2 separate regions of the Mus musculus genome follow, and region 2 is linked to region 1. The links are chromatin contacts, called in public promoter capture Hi-C maps. All regions are on one chromosome and are shown on one strand. Each heading gives the region's core, a stretch centred on a gene start, on an enhancer-like site or on the middle of the called end of the contact. The rest is flanking DNA. Distances are from core to core; before and after follow the strand shown.

Region 1 (4,101 bases), core at 1,266-3,765:
CCATATGGGTGCTGGGCATTGAACCCCGGTGCTCTAGAAGAAAAGCCAGTGCTCTTAACTGCTGAGCCATCTCTTTAGCCCCCAGTCACTGAAGATTTAACCAGTCATTGTGGACACAGCTTCTTGTCAAGAATTCTCCCTCGCAGAAGGCAGAGAGCAAGTGGGCAGAGCGGCATGCCGCAGAATGCTAGGTTTAGTGTGCAGATAACTAAGGCACAACATTTTGGAAATTTTCTCCAGAAGAAACGGATTCATGTAGACAGAACGGGTTGGGAACTCCCCTGAGGGCTCAAGGAACTATTCAGAAGAGAAGGCAGAAAAGATGTTAACAGCCAAAGGGGATGGATGGCTCTAAAAGAACATAGTCTTCCAGACACAGCAGGACTGATGCACATGTGAGCTCACAGAGACTGTGGCAGGACACACGGGGCCTGCACAGGCTCAAGCCAGACTGGGTCCCAGGCTGAGAGGCAGGGGACAGAAGCCACAAGCTTCCATCCCTAACCAAGAAGCTACCTCCAATTGACAACTGCTTGCAAAGGAAGTTAGTCTTCCCCAGTGGAATCTCACTGGATGTGCTAACCACACTTAGGGGTGGGCCCCATGCCCAGTGGTAGATAGCCAACATCAGACTAACTCAGTGGTGTGTTTGGTAGACTTCTTGTCTCATACGGCTTTGTTTGGGCATTGTTTGTCTTACTGGTCTTTTGCTTGTATATTATGGTTTCCAACTTTGTGCTTTTATGAGCTCTGGTTTATGTTTCAGGGCTGGGGAGAGGGTGGTTAAAAATGGTGGCTGCTAGCGGGGCGCGGTGGTCCACACCTTTAATCCCAGCACTCGGGAGGCAGAGGCAGGCGAATTTCTGAGTTCAAGGCTAGCCTGGTCTACAAAGTGAGTTCCAGGACAGCCAGGGCTACACAGAGAAACCCTGGCTCGGAAAAAAAAAAAAAAAAAAAAAGAATGGTGGCTGCTCTTCCAGAGGTCCTGAGTTCAATTCCCAGCAACCACATCGTGGCTCAGGACCACCTGTAACAGGATACAATGTCGTCTTCTGGTGTGCCTGAAGACAGTGACAGTGTACTCACATACTTAAAATAAATAAATCTTTTTAAAAAAAATGTTGGGGGACTGCAGAGATGGCTCAGAGGTTAAGAGCACCGACTGCTCTTCCGAAGGTCCTGAGTTCAAATCCCAGCAACCACATGGTGGCTCACAACCATCCTTAATGAGATCTGACTCCCTCTTCTGGAGTGTCTGAAGACAGCTACAGTGTACTTACATATAATAAAAATAAATTGTTTAACTAAAAGCATATATATTTAAAATAAAACGACTCAAGGGGTTGGGCAAGGAAATTATTTGGAAGACAATCGCTTTTAAAACCAAGCTGAGGGCTGGCGAGATGGCTCAGCGGTTAAGAGCACTGACTGCTCTTCCAAACGTCCTGAGTTCAAATCCCAGCAACCACATGGTGGCTCACAACCATCCGTAATGAGATCTGACGCCCTCTTCTGGTGCATCTGAAGACAGCTACAGTGTACTAATGAATAATAATAAATAAATCTTTTAAAAAAATAAAATAAAACCAAGCTGACTGTCTCTGTGTGCTCTGTTTCATCTGGCTAAACAGCTGAATAGATGCTCAAAGGTATAAAATCCGTAGGTGTGAAAAGAAGTGGCATATGGAAGGGGAGATCCGGAAGCACGCCTATGTTCCTGGCTTGCTGGTCAGCACCCTTTAAACTATGCAGGGAGTGTGCAATCCGAGCTTCCTGAAGCAGGAAGCTGCGAGTTTGAGGCCACTCTCAGGTGGGGTGGGGTGAGACATTGCCCACCCCCATCTCCATCATCTGGCAGCCTCACAGTTGCCTGCCAGTAAGGAGCAGGTGAGCCCTCTCATCCAGACCGGTGGAAGGAAACCTGAAGATGCAGAGATCTCCCCACCCAGGAGGAGCCCTTCAATTCTGATTAACAGAGCTCCAGCCACCCTGGGCCTGACCACATCCCACCAGGGTGTGAGGTCCGAGTGGACACAGGATTTCTTGGCTCCTCGTTCTCGTTGGGCTCCAACAGTTCAGGTACCTCCAGCCCTCTCACCCATTAGGCTCCTATCTCCTGCAAGAAGTGCCCATGGTTCCCAAAACCCGGCCGTGCACTACGTTCAGAGTGTGGTCAACAGTGGTCTCGATGGCCAATCTTTCCCACAATTCCGCGGTCTTCATGAGGGGCCAGCCCTCGGTTGGCTCCAGCTCTCGCGAGAGTACGGTAATGCCCGTTGCAGTCCAGACTGGCCTTCCCGGGCTTCAGAACAGCATCCTCCCTGGCTTTCCGCCCCCATCCTGCCACTCGCGCTCCGTCCTCGGATTGGCCGAGAGAGCTGGTCAGTTGTTCTCCCATCAAGAAAACGTTTCGGCGACTAGTCCTTCTCTGGCCCCGCCTTCGGAGCCTGCGGATTGGGTGGCTCCGTGTGACGTCACGACCCTCCGAGTCACCGGGTACCAGCCAATCAGGAGCTTGGCGTATTTTACAAACCGGGGAAGCAGCAGCAGCCGCAAGCAGAAGCAGAAGCAGAAACCCAAGAAATCGGCGAAAAACCCGAGGAAGTAGAGGTGACCCGGAGGGCCTCCTGGAATGGTGCGGCACGAGGATCTTAGAGGGGAGTCCTGCCGAGGTTCCTAGGGAGGAGAGCAGTTTGGAGCTCCGGGGCGAGATAGCAGACTTAGGGTTTCTGGAAGAGTTGCCAGGAGAGCGGCCTTGCTGCCGGTGCGGGCTTCTAGGCACATGGATTGGGACCAAGGGGAAAGAATCAGGGATATCAGCACCCATGCTTTGAGAAGTGATTTGCTTTGGTCCTCAGTCCTGTCTACCTTCTTCTCTCATCTCCATTATAGCCGCCATGACTACCCTCCAAACCAATAAGGATCCCCATCTCCGAGGTGTATCTCCCAACCCTAGCAAGATTCCAGTACTCTCCCAAAGATGCCAAGATTTTTCCTCAGTCAAGTCGCGCTCTCTGGACCAGGAGAACCAAGATCCGAGGGTAGGAGGGGCTGGACACAAGGAGGCACCTCGAGTCAGCAATGCACCCCCACCCCCCATCCCCACCCCACCCCCGCACTGAATCCCAGCTTTTTCCCCCTTCCCCCTAGACACCAGCACAGAAACCACCGCGCAGTACTCAACGTCAACGTCCACTCACTGACACGGCAGGCCTCAGATCGAAAACCTTGCACCAGACTGAAAAATCACCAAGCTTGAAGACCCTGCGGAACCCTCTGGAGGAACTCAAGCCTAGCTCTGGGGGATCAAATGTGGGGCTTGTGACCCATCCCCAGACAGGTACCTGTTCCAGACCTGGGGGCAGCCTACTTGGCTGAGTGAGAATGGGAGACCCAAAGTGGAGGTCTTGCATACTGCAAGAGACCTGGGTTTTGTCCAGAAACCTCTTTGCTCTGAGAAACCATCACTTTCAGCAAAATGCCATCTTTTGCCTGGCATGGTGGTTCATGCCTCTAATCCCAGCACTTTAGGAGGCAGAGGCAAGTGGTCTCTGTGAATTGGACACCTTTTACCTATTGAACTCCAGGCCTAAACAATTATATTGTATCTAAAAAAAAAAAGACATCTTCTGGGCCTTTTTAGCAACCCTGGGCAAGACAGTCACAGTCATTTGCTCATTGTTATGCTGAGTCTTTATAATCTGTCCATACTTCAGCTTTAATTCTTCCTTTTCAACAATAAATATATATATATATTAAAGATTTATTTATTTATTATATGTAAGTACACTGTAGCTGTCTTCAGACACTCCAGAAGAGGGAGTCAGATCTTGTTCCAGATGGTTGTGAGCTACCATGTGGTTGCTGGGATTTGAACTCCGGACCTTCGGAAGAGCAGTCGGGTGCTCTTAACCACTGAGCCATCTCACCAGCCCATAAATATATATTTTAAAGATCTATTTTTTTTTTTTTGAGACAGGGTTTCTCTGTGTAGCCCTTGCTGTCCTGGAACTCACTTTGTAGACCAGGCTGGCCTCGAACTCAGAAATCCGCCTGCCTCTGCCTCCCAAGTTCTGGGATTAAAGGCATGCGCCACCACGC
Region 2 (4,456 bases), core at 52-2,551, 180 kb before region 1:
CTCTGTAGCATGTACCCCAGAATGCTAGCTGATATTCAAAGCAGAGTCCTCAAGCTAAGGTGAGTTTAGATGGCCCAGAAACCCTTGATTCTCAGGTGTGTCTGTCTGTTCTGAGGACTGTTTTTTGGTCACCCCCACCCCAAAGTCTGTTGTTTAGACCCTAGTATAGGCTACCTTTCCCGTGCCAAGGACAATGGCCACCCCATCCCCAGGTAGATGGTCTGGTCTGGTAACCTGACTCTTGCCCATCTCTTTTCCAGCCCCCTTCTTTTGGCTCACAGAGCTTTTGGACATCAGGCCAAGAGCCAGGCTAAGTGTAAAGCCTTATGCAGTCTACCTATCATAGCCAGCTCCTGGCCCCCAGCTCACCCCAGCCCTTCCTGCCTGGCTCGGTGACTGACCCCCGGTCCACGCCTCAGCCATTTCCCGTCTCGCCTGCCGCCATCCTCCTTTCCCCGCCCTCGCTCCAGCCTCTCCCAGATTCACTCTCACTGGGCAGTTCCTCCTCCCCCTCCCCATCGCAGACTCTCTCCCCATTTGGATACCTCCGAACCACTATCCAGCCACCAGGTTATTTGCTTTCCTGAAGGGTGTGATGAAGGAGATCTCACTTTATTTTATTTTAGTTTAGGGTCTCTGGGGATGAAGGAACAGTTCATCCTCCAGGGTTGTTGTAGGAAAATTGAGGAGCTGGTGGTGTGGTAGAGCAGGTGGGGAGAAACTCTCCTTACCTCTGTCATCAGGCGGTCTGCGCCGCTGTTCTCCTCATCCTTGAAGATTATGTCGGGGTTGTAGTTGGGTACGAGGTCCCGGAAGCGCTCCGACCCCCTTGTTACCCTCCCCTCCGCTGGCCCACTCGCGCCCAGGGTCCGCTCGGGCATACTGGGCACAAACTGCTTGTATAGCAGAGGCACAAGTTGCTTGCGCACATAACGCCGCCGGCCAACCGGTCCTCGGCCCGGCCCGCAGCTCTGGGCAGATAGTGCCAAGAGTGCCAAGCAGCACAGGGGCAACAGACTGGCCGGCAGAGCCATGGGTGCCGTGGACTTGGGTCGGAAGGGAGCGTTCTTGTCCTCACTGGCTCTCCTGTCAATTGGGCATCTCCGCAGGAGCTAAAGAGCACCGCAGATAGAGAAGGTCCCAGAGTACCTGGAGCGCTGTGGCTCTGAACACTTGGCAGCCGCTAACTCTGCCTACATGCCCTGGGGAACCTGGAACCTACTACTGATAGACTACCATTTACAGAGCAGGTGGGTCGAGGGTGAGTGCCAGCCCAGCCAGTCTCTGCTGCCCGGCTCCCGTGCTCCCAGAAACGCCCTGACTCCGCCTTAAGTGGTCCCGGGCCCCGCCCCCCGCCCTTCTCTCAGGGCTGTCCCGCCCCCTCCCACCCGGGCGGGGGATCTAGCAGTCACAACTGGACACCACTGTTCCATTACTCCACTGAAGTGTGTCCCATCCTGGAAACCATGCAGGCACCTGCTTAGGAAATCCCTGAAGCTTTAGAGTCCTGGCTGCCTGGATAAGCATCCTTCTACCTCCGAGTCTAAATTAGGCACCAAACTATCTTCCTGGGCACTAGTCTTTGCTTTCCTAAAGTCTACCCTGGCACGCCATGCCCTCTGCTGTCCTCCGGGAAGTCTGAGTTCCAAGGCCATCCAAGCCCTTTGGGCAAGCCATCAAAGCCTCCCATCTCCGTGCTCCTCCTCAAGTCTCCCCGATTTCTCTCAACACTCATCCATAACCAAGCAGAGATCCCAGAGGATCATTTTCCTTGGTGGTTTTATATCTTCTTGGGAACAGAGCCTGACACAATCCAGTTTGAGACATTAAAAAAAAAAACAAAAACAAAACAAAACAAAACAAAAAAAAACCCTACTGTGTCTGTCTCTGCCAGCACATGCCATAGCACACCTGTGGAGGTCAGAGGGCTTTTGGGAGTCCACCTTCTCCTTCCTCAGCGGGCTCTAGGGATTGAGCTCCGGTTGACCAGGCTTGTGTGGCAAGTGCTTTTACCTGCTGATCTACCTTGCCAGGCCAGGACTTTCCAAGTTTTATGTCCTCTCAAATGGTTGCCAGATACCCACTTTTTATCCCTCCTCTCCTTCTTTTGACAGACTTTACTGTATGTAGTTCAGGCTTGGTCTCAAACTCACTTCACAGAGCAGGCTGACAGCGAATGTTTTCTCCTTTGGCCTCTAGCTTCCCAGCACTGAAATTAGCCATGCACTACCACACCAGGTTTGTGTGGTGCTCGGATCAGAACCAGGGCCTTCAGGGCTCAGCAGTTAAGAGCACTGACTGCTTTTCCAGAGGACCTGAGTTAGATTCATAGCACCCACACAATGGCTAACTCCCTTCTTTCTGTAACTCCACATCCGATGGGGAGGGGGTCCAATGCTGTCTTCTGGTCTCCTCGGGCAACAGGCATACAATTGGTACAAGCAAAATACCCATACTTATAAAATAAAACGTAGCCTGGCGTGGTGGCGCATGCCTTTAATCCCAGCACTCGGGAGGCAGAGGCAGGTGGATTTCTGAGTTCGAGGCCAGCTTGGTCTACAAAGTGAGTGCCAGGACAGCCAGGGCTACACACAGAGAAACCCTGTCTCGAAAAAAACAAAAACAAAAACAAAACAAAACAAAACAAAAAAACAAATAAAATAAACGTTAGGGGTGGGGTGGGGTGTTAATTTCAGCCCTTGGGGAGCAGGGACAGGCAGATCTCTTGTGAGTTGAAGGCTAGCCTGGTCTACAAAGTGAGTTCCAGGACTGCCAAGGCGACAGACACAGAGAGACATCAACAAAACAGAACAAAAGTAAAAACAAAAAACAAAACAAGTATATAAGTTAATTAAAAATAAAATAAAAAGCCAGGATTCAGACATGCCCGGCAAGCACACAACTGATCTTTATGCACTGAGCAACATCCCCATTTCCCTTTGATTGAGATGTTCGCACACAGCCAAGCTGGGCTCATTCTTGCTGTGCTGAGTCCTGGGCTTTCAGGCATGTTCTTCACCCAGCACATCATCTTCTGAGTAAGTTGTCATTTGGAAGCTGCCAAAGGGCTGTGGACACCTAACGTCCTGGTCTGTGGAGGATGGCTCTCTTCTCCTTCCGTTGCCTACCTCCTCCCCCTCTGGGCCATGGAATCTATTTTAAATCCCTCAGGCCTCATCACAGAGACACTTAACCCATTCAGTTACAGGAGAATGTAGTGGAGAACATGAGAACCAGAGGCCACTTGGGGAGAAAAGGATTTCAGCTCACATGTTCCAATCACAGTCCATTCATGAAGGGAAGTCAGGACAAGATCATCAGGAAGGAGACTGGAGAGATGGCTCAGCCATCACAAGCACTGGCTGCTCTTCCTGGAGACACCAGGTTCTGTTCCCAGCTCTTGCATATGGCGGTTCACAACCATCCACAACTCCAGTTCCAGGGGCTCTGACAACCTTCTTCTGACTTTCTGGGGGACCGGGCACAAATATGGTAAATATACATATATACATACATACCCATAAAGCTCTCACATACATAAACCCACAAAAATCTAAAGTGAAAACCTTAAGCCAGGACCCTGGAGGAAGGGCCTAAAACAGAAGCTACAGAGGAGGGCAGGCTTGCTCCTCTGGGGGTGGGGCTGGAGGTAGCACTGCCCACAGTGGGCTGGGCCCTCCCACATCAGTTATTAAAGAAAATGCTCTGAAGATCTACCTACAGCTCAACCTTATGGAGGTATTTCCTCAATTAAGATTCTCTGTTTCCCACGTCTAGATTTGTTTCAAGCTGCCAAAAAGCAACCATGACAATAACAAACCCTGTTTGCTATCATAAAGGTGGAGAGATGGGTCAGCTGCTTTTCCAAAGGACAGAGGTTTAATTCCCAGCACCCACTTGGCAGCTGATCTTTAGTCCGTGTTTCCAATACCAGGGGATCCAACACCCTTCTTCTGCCACAGGCACTGAACTCCCGTGGCACACAGACATTCATTCATTCAGGCAAAATACTCATACACATAAATAAAAACAAAATCTAAAAGTTTTAAAGCCAATTCAAAATTTAAATGCAAGTGATTAAAGAGATGTCCCAGCATGTCAGAGCACACGCTGCTCTTAAAGAAGACCCATGCGGGTCTCCTAGCGCACAGGGTACTGTGACTCAGCTCTAGGGGAGCCAACACCATTTCCCAGCATCCATGGGTATGTGTAGACACACATACATGAATAGACAGTAGATCTTTAGAAAGGCCGCTCGGTTAGAAGAACTTGCTGTTAAGTGTAAAGAAACACAGTAAGACCTGTGTTTGGCTCTTGGCATCCACATGGTGGTTCACAACTTTTGCCATTCCAATTCCAAAGAATAGGATGCCCTCTTCTGGACCCTAGGAGGCACCAGGCATGCACGTGGTACATATAACATTCATGCAAAGGCACTCATATGTGTAAGCTAAAA

The links. Promoter capture Hi-C pulls out the DNA fragments that hold promoters and counts their contacts.
Region 2: a contact with region 1 is called in a promoter capture Hi-C map of embryonic stem cells. The contact joins the promoter of Dhh here to the promoter of Troap in region 1. A contact is called at or near these places in 12 of 39 promoter capture datasets (the SN4741 cell line, cranial neural crest, embryonic stem cells and 6 more), 2 of 484 Hi-C or Micro-C datasets (embryonic stem cells and regulatory T cells), 2 of 115 datasets of contacts at active chromatin or transcription factors (both in embryonic stem cells) and 4 of 9 other capture datasets (adipose tissue, embryonic stem cells, liver and 1 more).

Annotation. Positions count from the first base shown.
Region 1 is chr15:99,072,458-99,076,558 of GRCm38.p6, forward strand. It overlaps Troap (trophinin associated protein), which reads left to right and starts at 2,516. Exons shown (of 14, transcript NM_030159.1): 1 at 2,516-2,635; 2 at 2,893-3,041; 3 at 3,151-3,340. The coding sequence starts at 2,898. Gm34284 (predicted gene, 34284) reads right to left here and starts at 2,212. Exons shown (of 3, transcript NR_155351.1): 1 at 2,099-2,212.
Region 2 is chr15:98,897,239-98,901,694 of GRCm38.p6, forward strand. It overlaps Dhh (desert hedgehog), which reads right to left and starts at 1,302. Exons shown (of 3, transcript NM_007857.5): 1 at 732-1,302. The coding sequence starts at 1,034.